Linked DNA regions of Oncorhynchus mykiss: region 1 is linked to region 2. A link is a contact called in public Hi-C data. All regions are on one chromosome and are shown on one strand. The core of a region is the stretch at or near the end of the contact, and the rest is flanking DNA. Distances in the headings are between cores, read along the strand shown. Region 1 holds the start of e2f1 (transcription factor E2F1). Region 2 holds the start of tti1 (TELO2-interacting protein 1 homolog).

Region 1 (6,300 bases), core at 2,475-4,974, 150 kb after region 2:
AAAAAAAGAAGCTGTACAAAAACATGATTTGTATATAAATAAATTAAATAGCCAACTAAAACTAAATTATTTTGCTAAGCAACTTAAGTGCTAGTACAGTCTGTGCTGTACAATTCTGTATTTTAACCACTTGGGTATGCTTCTTTGTTCTGAGATGGTATGGGGTGTTCCCATAGAAACAGAACCTCATTCTAGTTCTTTGGGTTTTCCTTTCCACCACATTGTCAGAACTCCAGTGGGGTCAGGTCCCCAAAGTCACAGTCAAACAGTTCGCTGATGCCCTCGTGCTCCTCTAGACCAAAGTGGTAGTCTTGGCTCTGTGGAGGTGACAGGTTGATGAAGCCATCCAGTGGGTTCCCAAAGCACTCCGCACCGAGGAAGTCAGAGGATGGCAGGGGTGAAAGGTCAAAGTCCGGCAGCACTCCCAGGTTGGGGAACGGGTCGCCTTCCAGGAATGCTTCTGAAAGACAGAAGTAAAGGGAATGCACTTTTAGTGACCACAGCAAATAGCCATTGGGGAATGTTAATGTATTTCTTGGAGAAATCTCAGACATTCCTGAATCTCAGGGTGACAGTGTGACACTAGTGAGAGCAGCTTACCCGCTTCACGACATAATGGCAGAGGGGAGGAGTTCTGTTGGGACGCAGCTGTTGATGTAATTTCCTGTGTGGTGCTGCACTGTGGTTGTTCTGCATCCTGGGGCATTGTCTGGTCTGTGGCTTTAGTTGGGCTGATGCCTGTCACTGGGCTGCAGACACCAGAACTGTCCTCTGGACACAGGAAGACGTCGATGGGACCCTGAGTGCTCTTCAGGGAGACCTGATAGCCCTGCCAGAAGATGACAAAAGAATAACAGAAGACAAATCAACAGTTGTGGTTGAAGTTTAAACCACATTACCTGGAATACAGTATTTGGTCCAGAAAAAGAGTCTTGAGCAAGCGTCCATTGTTATTTTACCCTTCCACATACCTCACTGGGCTCTGAGACTTGCATCTGGGTCTCTGGAGGGGCTCTGATTACCATCACCAGCTGGTCAGGAGAGTCAAAAGACTTCCGCAGATCCTGGCACATCACATAACCCAGCGTGCCATTATGTTAAAGAAAACGGCCCTATAATGCATATTCAAACACGTACAGTAAAAAAAAAAATGTAAAAGACAAAAGGATATTTCTTGTTCTGGGTATCCTCAGTGAGGAGTCTCAGCTGAAGGTTACACTTGGTAATGAGCTCGTCCAGTTTCTCCTCCGCCTGTGTGAAGTCAGAGACCTCTTTCTGTAGGTCCTGGTAACGGGAAACAGACGCTTCATCAATACGGTTCCCCCTGTGACCAACAGAATGACCTCAGAGTTAGGATAATGGAATAAAAGTGTTTCTAATACAAATATCCTGTAAAATCACTGATGTATGCATTGACTCATATCTGTAGAGGCCAGCACAATAAGGATTGTAAGTGTAATTGATGTGAAATGGCTAGCTAGTTAGCAGTGGTGTGCGCTAATAGCGTTTCAATTGGTGACGTCACTTGCTGAGACGCTGAAGAAGTTGTTCCCCTTGCTCTGCAAAAGCCACGGCCAGAAAGACCAGAACACATATTGTCATACTGCATGTACAGTACAAGAGTTCAGACTTACAGCCATTGTATGTTGTTCTTTGATTTCTTGGAGATGAGCTGGATACCCTCCAGGACATTGGTGATGTCATAGATGCGCCTCTTCTGCACTTCCAGGACCTGCGAGGCCCAGTTGAGGTCCACCACCCCGTCAGGAGACTGGGCTAGCAGGTCCAAGAAGCGCTTGGTGGTCAGGTTCAGAGACGTGTCATAGCGAGACTTCTCTGTGGAAAGCTTTGGAACTGAGAGAGAAAGGGAAACAGGTAATAAATACAAGTATTTTCATTCCTTTGGCCAAAATTATAATAGTTATAACTGAACTATCATTAATAGTTATATTTAAGTTGTGAATGTAAAACAGGGTGTCTTGTACCTCTAGGAGGTGCTGGTGTGGATGTTGGGGCTCTCCCAAGAGAAGGGGGGCGAGAGGTGCTCACATATTGGTGATCACTGTCCAAGTCCAGCTTCCTCTTCACCTGAAACACAATTTATAAAAGGGGTGGGGGACAAGGTCAAATGTTAGTATAGATGCACACAGATAAGTATTTCTCACACAGACACACTTTCTGTAGTCAGTGTACAGGGATAACCTTATCCTAGTCACACTCCGGCCAACACCCATTACAAAACGGTCAGTTAACTACCGGTGGTCGTCCCAGAGTTGGCCGTCGCTGGTCCTGGACCACATCTGCAGGGCCTTGGGGGGTGGCGAACAGAAGGATCTCTCCAGTGTTGCTGGGGACTGCAGAGTTGAAGCCCACATTGCTGGGAGTGGAGATTATGACTATTTGGTGGTCCTCTGAGAGGCCAATACTCCCAGCATTCAGAAGAGACTCAAAGTCTACCAATAGATCCTCCGACGTCTGACCTGATAGGAGCGTTTCTGACATCGCACACACAACTGGGGTGCTCTAGTCCCCTAGATCGTGTTGGGGCAGAATTCAAGTCCAATGGCTTGGTATGGTAGTATTAGCACCTTTTGACATATGTCATCTCTAATGTATGCGCATAATAGTGTAAATGTATTGAAAGAGTTGGCTTTCAAATACTGAGGTTAAACATGTCTAATATTAACAGTATCTTGCTGACAATCAAGCTCCAACAAAGCTGACTCATTCGAAAATGTATGGTCAAAGGTCAAATATAGGGCGTGATTCCTACAAATTAGCCAGCTATAAAATAACGTTGAGACAGTGGTTGAGGTTTCTGACAGCTTCAGTCTAATATACAGTAGTTCGTCTGAAACCATACAATACAGCAACACTTATGCTATATTGATAGTTGAAAAAAGTGTAATAAACCAGCACCAAGGTCAGCTAGCGTGCTAACTTGCTGCGAAGTTTTTCTAACTAACGTTAGGTATTTTCATCTTTCCAATGACTGCGGCGAGGCCACATATAGCAACTCCTTCCCTTTGTCCATTGTCGTTAGCTAACTAGTTATTTACTGTAGCTAACGTTGATTTACATCAACGTTAGTTTGGAGCAAATTGTAAACATAATGATAATAATTTGCTTACTGTGTTGCTAGCGAACAGAGTTAATTGAATACTGTATCCAACGACCTAGAAAAGTTGAGCGAGTTAGTTAACTAGCTGGCTTGCTAGTATTGTTAGCCAAGAAATTGGGTTGTGTTCGCTTCAGGGTTAACTTCGAACACAACTCAAGTTTCATACGAAGCTCACAAGCAAAACATCAGCTACAACAAGTCAACAATCTAAATACTTATTACACTTCCTAACAAAATTGCACTACCCAGAACGTCTAGTTACCTTGGAAGAATAAATAACCTGATTTATATAATGCGTTATTTCAAAATGACAAAATTTGGGCAAGTTAGCATGCTAGCGAGATACAGTACTAGCAAACTCAGTTCTTCACCCACTCGTTATGGTCAACACACCCAGGAAGTAATACCGCAAAACTGAAATAATGACAAATATTCACCCAAAAAATCTACATATCCGATCAACGAATCATATGGATCGTTTCAATGAACACCTTGACTATAATCCGTGCACAAAATGTCTCATCTGAGCCCCAAATCAACTATGATATGTTGTGCTATTATCCCAGCTGATCAGAACAAGAGTTGAGGTTTACCCGCCAAATCCTTTAGCCGCGAAACTGGCATGTGCATGAATATCACGATTTCAATTGGCTGAGTGAATGCGCCCCGCTAAAGTCAGACTTGTCATTGGTTCAATGAAGTGCCACTCTATGTGATACCACGCTCGTTGTTTTGAATGGGAAAATATGTTTTTGTCAGATAAAATGTAAGAAAGTGTATATTAGACTATATCCTAACTCATTTGATTCACTTAATTATTTGGTAACTATTTTGTGATGCAAATCAAGAGGGGTGCAGGAGTTACCGCCGAGTTACCATAGCCATTAACATCTGACTTGGGATCAGCCTGTCCTACCCAATCCCAAAGTAAAAAGACAAGACCAATTCTGTTGGAACTGGTCCTGGAACAGCTGTTGGGAATCCGCCCACCTAACTTTATCGGACACGCAGTCGTATTAATTGAGCGCCTACACACAGAAGAACTACAAGATGGCGCAGGCTATATTTGAAGTCCTGGAAGGTATCAATACATTTGATCATATTCACACTTTTATTTTAGCAACATGCTAGTGGGTTTTAAGACAACGCTTTCTAGCAACAGTGCGGTTATTTTAAGTTATCTTGGAGGTGAAATTATGTCATTGTGGTATGATAAAGCCATTATAATCGATGCCAGACAGCTAGCTAGCTATTATTTCGTTGAGCGAATTTTTATAATCTTCCATGGATTCTTTAGATTTGCTTGTGGTAATGCATTGTTTTTCCCTTGGTTTGGTAATTCGTTGAGAATAAACAACTGCCACTTGAGCTAGCAATCATTTACCACCACCAGAAAATGGCAGGAATCGGCAGCCTTGTTTTCGGAAAGAGCAGTGGCGCACCAGTCCTATCACGCATTTTGATTTGTTCATGTCGAACTGTGGTATATGCACCATGATTTGCACCGTTCTGAACCCCAGTTATATTATTCTGTTCCAGGGATGGACAACCAGACAGTCCTGGCTGTCCAGTCTCTGTTGGATGGCCAGGGAGGTGTGCCTGACCCAAACAGCCAGAACGTCTCAGGCTCATCTACCATTCAGTCAATGGGTGTGCGCTTCTCTTCACTTCCCCTTTCTCCTCTTGATCAGTGCATGACTGCATTGTGTTGGTCATAGAGAGGAACTACTCTAACACACATCAACCATGCATTCTGCATCTCGATTTATTGCCATTGAAATACTGAAGTGTTGATATATCCCCAATTGTTCTCTACAGACGACGAAGACGTCTTTCTTTGTGGGAAGTGCAAGAAACAGTTCAATTCATTGCATGCCTTCATGACCCACAAGAGAGAGCATTGCCAGTCCAATGCCCCTTCCCTGTCTACAGTATCACTGGCATCTAGTAATGCCTACACCCCTGTGCCCTCCATTAGCTCTGTGCCACAGACCCCCGCCAACAGACAGGTGGGTACTGGCTTCTTTTTTATTGTTAGCTGAGATGTTTGTTATTAATTAGTCTCTTCCCAAAGTGGAGTGCCATGAGTGAGAAACTAGTTACTCATCTCCTGTATGGGCCAGTGCGTCGTACCATAGCATCCTCTCTAGAACAATAATTTGCTTGCATTGTAAATGCTGGCTAATGCGGTCTTCCTTTTTTCTTTGTTTTGCCATCCACATCAGGTATCCACATACATTACAGTGCCTCCATCTCCTCTTACTCACACACTTGTCCAAGGCAATGTTTTAGTGAGTGATGATGTTCTGATGTCTGCCATCTCCGCCTTCACGTCCATTGACCAACCCATGGCAGCTTTGCAGCCCCCTATTCAGGTAAGTGGTGTTCATTGAATTAAGCTATTCTTCTGGCTGTATTCACTATAAACAGTTGAAGTTGGAAGTTTACATACACCTTAGCCAAATACATTTAAACTCAAGTTTTTCACAATTCCTGACATTTAATCTTAGTAAAAAATCCCTTTCTTAGGTTTGTTAGAATCACCACTTTACTTTAAGAATGTGAAATGTGAGAATAATAGTAGAGTGATTTATTTCAGCTTTTATTTCTTTCATCACATTCCCAGTGGGTCAGAAGTTTACATACACTCAATTAGTATTTGGTAGCATTGCCTTGAAATTGTTTAACTTGGGTCAAATGTTTTGGGTAGCCTTCCACTAGCTTCCCACAATAAGTTGGGTGAATTTTGGCCCATTCCTCCTGACAGAGCTGGTGTAACTGAGTCAGGTGTGTAGGCCTCCTTGCTCACACACGCTTTTTCAGTTCTGCCCACAAATGTTCTATGGGATTGAGGTCAGGGCTTTGTGATGGCCACTCCAATACCTTGACTTTGTTGTCCTTAAGCCATTTTGCTACAACTTTGGAAGTATGCTGGGGGTCTTTGTCCATTTGGAAGACCCATTTACAACAAGCTTTAACTTCCTGACCGATGTCTTGAGATGTTGCTTCAATATCCACATACTTTTCCTACCTCATGATGCCATCTATTTTGTGAAGCGCACCAGTCCCTCCTGCAGCAAAGCACCTCCACAACATGATGCTGCCACCCCCGAGCTTCACGGTTGAGATGATGTTCTTCGGCTTGCAAGACTCCCCCTTTTTCCTCCAAACATAACGGT
Region 2 (6,528 bases), core at 348-2,847:
CAGTGTACTCCACATACCAATGTTTAGAAGCAGGTTAATGTCTTACTGATGTAGCTAGGCCAACCCTCCAATGCAAACACGGTATACTAAAACATAGGCCTGCAGCACAAGTCTCTTAAAGGAACATTTCAGTGCGAGAGAAAAGTTTAGCTCTGAAACTGTATCATCCCAGACCACATACCTTGCAACATGAGAGCAAGCATCAACAAGGACTGTCTCAAAGTCTTTGGCGAACTCTGGACCTTTCTTCTTGCTGTTTTGAATCACATCATTGGCAAGATAAAGGAACGTCAACTTCCTGCTGCTTTTTGCTGAAAGACAAATACAGAAAGTAGAAAAGACAAATACAGGAAGTAGACAAGACAAATACAGAAAGTAGACAAGACAAATACAGAAAGTAGACAAGGTAAATAACAGTGTTTGGCATACTTCAAGTGACATTAACGTTTCAGTTTACAACTAGCTGTGGTAGACAATATTGTCGAGGTGGCAACGTTCATAAGTTCTCTCACCTTTCTTCAGTTCTCTGTGCCATACTTTGACGATGAGCGACGAGTGTTTGCGATGATGAATGATCCACAGAGACAGCGTCTGAACGCTCTGCTGAGAGTTGCTGAGCTCCGAAAGCTTCTTCTCCAACGCAGACTCAGAAAATGATGACATGATGTGCCCAGATAGGTCTTTCTTTGATATGCCTCACCTCACAACTGTTTCTTGGACGTTAACTAAGGAAACTAGCAATGTCATCAAAAACAAAAGTTCCAGACAGTTAGCCATGCAACCTGCTAATGTTATGCATGAAACCCCCTAACGTTAACTACCCAAACGTCTGTTTGTCCATGCTTCTCGAGTCTTTCTTAATTTAACTACCTACAAAAACGTGTTCAATTATGCAATCGCCTTTACATTGATGAGTTCGCAATCTAGTAAACGTGTTTACCTCGCTATCTAACGATAACGTTATAGTATCTATTTACAAATAGCCATCTAGAAAGTCCTAGCTAGATAGCGTTAGCCTAGCGAGTTAGCTAACATATTCACTGGCTTTGTTTTCTCTCTAGCTATTCTGGGATACTAGTTGCAAGTTCATTACCAATACATCCATTCACAGTCTAGTAAATGTGCGTTTCAATACACATATATGTCGCTATACCGTCACTCCGTTAGCCAGCTGTCTTTCTAAAAGTCTCTGGATCTCTTCAAAGATGGCCGCTTGACCTTTCACCCGACAGGTACAAAATCTGTTCGAAAAACGTTGCAGAGTAACTGGTGAAATTAGATCATTACTTGAAATATTAGCAAATTATTGTCACGTATAGCTCTATATTAAACGACATACATGTACATGCAAATTAGCTCGCTAAATCAACCGCTGTCGGTCAAGTATCATCATGCTTTGCTTAGGGTGGGAAAACGACAAAGATACAATCGTACCGTTTCCTTTAGCCAGTTTTGCAGGTCAAAAAATTGAAGTGCAGCGAAATCAACTTTGACCCCAACATATGTTTAAATATAATTAATTTACAAGTATTAACTGCACCAAAACAAGCAAGCTAGCAAACAAGCATGGTAAACACAGCTATGCGACGCAGGATAATGACGTAGCTACAGGGAAAAGTGACGCTAGTGTGACAGTCAGCTAGGACAGTCTTCATTCAGTTTCAGTGCTGTATCTCGAAAGGAGTTCGTCTCAGATGTCCGTTACAAAATATTTACTAACAAAGGTAAGCTAATTTGAAGCTTACTTTGTTAGGTTACTCTTGCTTTGGCATTTAAGCATTCCATTAGATAGCTAGCTTTCTGTCTATCTAACGTTAACGTTACCTTTAGCAAGGATGGCCAGGCAAAGTTCTGTTTTGGGTTGACGAGCAAAGGACCAAAGTTAGGCCTATAAGATGAACATTTAGGTAACTGAAAGATAAGCTATTATTCTGATAGTCAAAATAATTTTAATGCATTGAGCATGCCTACTGCTAAACTGCATCCCACTACTGCATCCCAAAACAGTTTATGATCAAATGACCAATTTCATCATTCTCTCTTTCAGTGAGTGACCTCTGTCTTCAAAGAATGGACCATCAGATTGATGACCCAAAGCTTGCTTTTGCTTACCTCCGTCCAGCCTGTGTGCTCCTGACTCGTGAGCCCACGGTGGGCAATGTGGAAACCCTGAGCACACAGCTGAGGCATGTAAATCATGGAACTCTGCAGCAGCTGCAGGACTATGTCCTTTTTCCTCTCCGCTTCATCCTCAAAATCCCTGGCCCCAAGCGGGATGGCTTGATCCAGGCTGTGGCTGAGGCCATGGGATATGTCCTGGAGAACACCTGTGTACGGAGCTGGGAGACGCTGAGGGACCTTCTCTCCGAGCTCTGCCTCTGCCTTTGCTCCCCCACGGACCCAGGGAAGCCAGCACCTACCTCCGAGGAGCTGAGAGCTGCAGTACTGAGGTGCCTGGATGCTCTGCTCCATGCAGCCTATGGTGACGTGGTCTTCAAGCTGTTTGAGCCCATCATGCTGCCTGGCCTTGGGGCTGCTATCTCCCTGCTGCTGGCACTGGGAGAGCAGGAGAAGTCCCGCACCGTGCAGGCTGCTGCTCTGAAATGCCTGCAGGCCCTGACCCTCCAGTGTGACTGTTCTATGGACCATGTGTTGGTGGGTCAGAAGGAGAGGCGTATCCTAGGCAGCACCATGGCTTCTTTCTTACCTGGGATCACCATCGCTGTGAGCCGTGTGATCACTGGCGATATGAGACATGGACATGCTGTCACAGTTAGGGCCATTAAGGTGTGGTTTAAGACAGTGGGATTGGTGATGGCTGATGACCAGCTTCAGAACACAGGGACTGGGGAGAGACAGCTGTGGGAACTAGGGAGAGCATGGGAGCTGGTAGTGCAGAGAACTCAAGACTGGGTGCGAAACACCTCTGGGAGGCTGGCCTTACTGTTAAAAAAGATCATCTCCTGCACCTCAGCTCATCAGCACTGGAGAGTGAGGCTTGAGATGGTGAACTTCTCAGACCACCTCCTGGCCAACTGTAACTCCTCCCTGGGTGAGTGTGTGGGCCCCCTCCTGGAGGCTCTGGTGGGGGCTGTGAACGATGAGGAGCCCACTGTGAGGGAGAGGTGTGAGGCTGCCCTGAGGGAGGTTGCAGAGAGGCATCAGAGCTCAGATAGTAACAACCAGGCCTTTACTGACGTTCTGTCAGAGAACCTCCACTCCCTGGCCACCTCGCTGCCGCGCCTCATGAGAACGTCTGATGACCAGCGTAAGGTGTTTGTCCTCAACGTGTTCCTGGGCTACCTCAAAATCCTGGGCCCCAAGGTGATAGTGGTACTCAACTCGGCGGCCCACCTCCAGCGGGTGTCCAAGGCCCTGATGCAGGTGTTGGAGTTAGACGTGATGGACGTACGCATCGTGGAGGAGAGGAGCTCTGCCGTAACTGTGGAGACGGGGCCTGGGGCACATGCTCAGAGGAAGCACTTCCTCTACTTCACAGACGAAAGAATCTTCTCCCTGCTCAAGGAGATCTGCAGGGTGTTAGGTTACTATGGGAACGTCTATCTCCTAGTAGATCACTTAATGGATCTGTACAAGGAGTCATCGGTCTACAGGAAGCAAGCTGCAATGGTGCTGAATGAGGTGATCACAGGAGCAGCAGGCATCGGTGTGGCTGGAGGCCAGGAGAGGCAGGGAGTGCCCAGTCAGGAGGACCTGAAAGCAGTAGTAGAATCCATTATAGAGGAGTACATCTGCCTGAGCCACTGGCACCTGCCAACCCTTATTGGTGAGGAGTCAGACAGAGGGAACCAGGAGCAGCAAACTCTGTTTAGTCTCTTCTCCATATCTAATGCGGTTGAAGGGAAAGGGAATCCCCTCCAGTTGGTCCAAGCAGTCCACAAGAGCTCCACCATCCACGAGCTGAACAGCAACATCTGGCAGATCTGCATTCAATTGGAGGGGATAGGCTGCTTTGCCCAGGCCTTGGGGATGGACTTCCGTCTCATTCTGATGACATCACTGTACCCGGTTCTGGAGAAGGCCGGGGATGAAACCCTGTTGATCAGCCAGGCAGCGCTGGATGCCATGTGGGACATCAGCCGGGCCTGTGGATATGCCTCCCTGAAGGAGCTGATCAATGAGAACTCAGATTACCTGCTGAACGATGTATCTTTGAACCTCCAGAGGCTGGGTGTCCACCCCCACGCCCCCAGGGTCCTCACCGTCATGTTCAGTCACTCCGACCCCAGCCTGCTGCCTCTGGTGGGGGACATAGTCCAGGACGTGCTGCTGGCTCTGGACATGAGCTACGACGAGACGTCCCCTCTGTTCTGCACTGTGCTGCACTCACTTATGAAGGCTCTAGGTAAAGTTTCCACATCCACTTAAATGTTTTCCCTAGTTTATAACATTGTTATCACCATGTCATGGCATGCTTTTGAATTGGAGAACTCAGAGGAAATTGAAACGCAGGACACAAAATGACAACCTTTAGCTAACACAACCTAAGTAACACAATCTTAATCATGTTGCTTTTCCACTACAGCGAGGTGGTTCCCCTCTAGTGTTGCGGGAACAAGTGACGCTTTGGGAACCAAGAAGGTGTGGCGTGAGCAGGACCAGCTGAATGTGCGCCAGTTTCTCCTGGACTACCACAAACAGAAGGAGCTGGCAGTGGGCATCGGGGCAGAGGAGGAGGGCACAGAGCACCCAGGTTAGTTTGGGCTCTCTCTGACTGCCACACTATTCCCCTGAAAACAAAGTTCTCACATTAATGATGCACAACATTAGCGCCGTGCTTGGTGAAGGTTCTCAAGACTACTGTGCCGTGTCAGACCTGAATAAGTTTGACTCGTGCCGTTTTCCTTCATAGCTGAGTCTGAGTCATTGCGCTGCTTTTTAGGCATCGGGACGATTTTGTGTGGTGTGCTGCTGTGACAGGTAGCCATGTTTCAAAAATGTCAGTTGAAAACGGTGCAACAGACATCAGAACCCATCAGTGTTATGAGTTCCTGGGTTTCTAGCACTGAATTCAAACGTGTATTATTATTTTTATTTGAATTCAGAGCTCCCGCCAAGCATGGACTGTGAAGAGGATATGGATGGTCCTGATGTGAAAGTTGAGCTTCCAGCCCACATCACCATAGCTAAAGACGTCATGGAGCGCTGCATTCACCTGCTCTCAGACCCCAGCCTGAGACTCAGACTCAAGGTAGTACTCTAGATTCTTTTGAATTCAAAGATACTTAGCTTGAAATCTAAAGACCAGAGAGTTCAATAAAATATAAGCCTCTGCCACATGTTGCTGTCAGGTGTGCTCACTATCTCCAATTCTGTGAGTCCTGACCCAGGTTTTTGATTTGGTTTGTTGCAGGTCCTGGATGTGTTGGAACTGTGTGTGTGTGTGCTAAGTCAGAAGGAGAATGAGCTACTGCCCATGGCCCACCGCTGCTGGCCTGCCCTGCTGATCAGACTTACTGCTGATGACCCATTAGCTGTCCTCCGAGCCTTCAGGGTGTCTATTTTACTACTGCTCCCACCTTCACTCAGTTAAATAATAATAATTTCCTGTTTACATAATACATAGTTGATTACATAATTAGGAAAAAGTACACATGGGAATTCATTTGTCAGTCAGGTCCATAAGTATTTGGAAAGTGACACAATTTGCATAATTTTGGCTCTGTACGCCACCACAATGGATTTGAAAGGAAATAATCAAGATGTGCTTTAAGTGTAGACTTTCATCTTTAATTTAAGGTTTTGTCAAAATTATTGTATGAACCGTTATGGAATTACAGCCATTTTTATACATAGCCCCCCAATTTTAGGGGCTCAAAAGTAATTTGACAAACTAACATAATCATAAATTAAATTGTGAGTTTTAATATTTGGTTGCAAATCCTTTGCACTCAATGACTGCCTGAAGTCTTGAACCCATAAACATCACCAGATGCTGGGTTTCTTCCCTGGTGATGCTCTGTCAGGCCTTTACTGTCTTCAGTTCCTGCTTGTTCTTGGGGCATTTTGCCTTCAGTTTTGCCTTCCTGCAAGTGAAATGCATGCTCAATTGGCTTCAGGTGATTGACTTGGCCATTGCAGAACATTCCACTTCTTCGTCTTAAAAAAGTATTGCGTTGCTTTCGGGTCATTGTCCATCTGCACTGCGAAGCACCGTCCAATGAGTTTTGAAGCATTTGGCTGAATCTGAGCAGAGTTTTTTTTATAGACTTCAGAATTGATCCTGCTGCCTTTATCACCATGCTTCACAGAATTTTTTTTTTTTTTTTTTTAAACCTTTAACTAGGCAAGTCAGTTAAGAACAAATTCTTATTTTCAATGAACTGCCTGTTCAGGGGCAGAACGACAGATTTGTACCTTGTCAGCTCAGGGGTTTGAACTTGCAACCTTCCGGTTACTAGTCCAACGCTCTAACCACTAGGCTACCCTGCCACCCCAGATAAGGTGGTATGCTTCGGATCATGAGCAGTTCCTTCCCTTTTTCCATTCTCTTCTCTTTCCATCATT

What was found. Hi-C and Micro-C count contacts between places; a contact is called where the count stands out from the background.
Region 1: a Hi-C map of blood shows a contact between it and region 2, with 6 times the contacts expected there. The contact joins the promoter of e2f1 here to the promoter of tti1 in region 2. A contact is called at or near these places in 2 of 3 Hi-C or Micro-C datasets (blood and liver).

The regions. Positions count from the first base shown.
Region 1 is chr16:49,935,164-49,941,463 of USDA_OmykA_1.1, forward strand. It overlaps e2f1 (transcription factor E2F1), which reads right to left and starts at 3,725. Exons shown (of 7, transcript XM_021566302.2): 1 at 2,257-3,725; 2 at 1,986-2,088; 3 at 1,635-1,854; 4 at 1,172-1,324; 5 at 972-1,086; 6 at 601-829; 7 at 1-460. The coding sequence starts at 2,502. The coding sequence ends at 225. It overlaps znf341 (zinc finger protein 341), which reads left to right and starts at 4,082. Exons shown (of 16, transcript XM_036947164.1): 1 at 4,082-4,202; 2 at 4,661-4,771; 3 at 4,940-5,130; 4 at 5,347-5,496. The coding sequence starts at 4,172.
Region 2 is chr16:49,788,356-49,794,883 of USDA_OmykA_1.1, forward strand. tti1 (TELO2-interacting protein 1 homolog) reads left to right here and starts at 1,598. Exons shown (of 8, transcript XM_021566293.2): 1 at 1,598-1,724; 2 at 2,052-4,366; 3 at 4,547-4,714; 4 at 5,067-5,212; 5 at 5,375-5,515. The coding sequence starts at 2,071. It overlaps LOC110492200 (regulation of nuclear pre-mRNA domain-containing protein 1B), which reads right to left and starts at 1,598. Exons shown (of 9, transcript XM_021566295.2): 1 at 1,435-1,598; 2 at 1,154-1,241; 3 at 513-734; 4 at 182-311. The coding sequence starts at 663.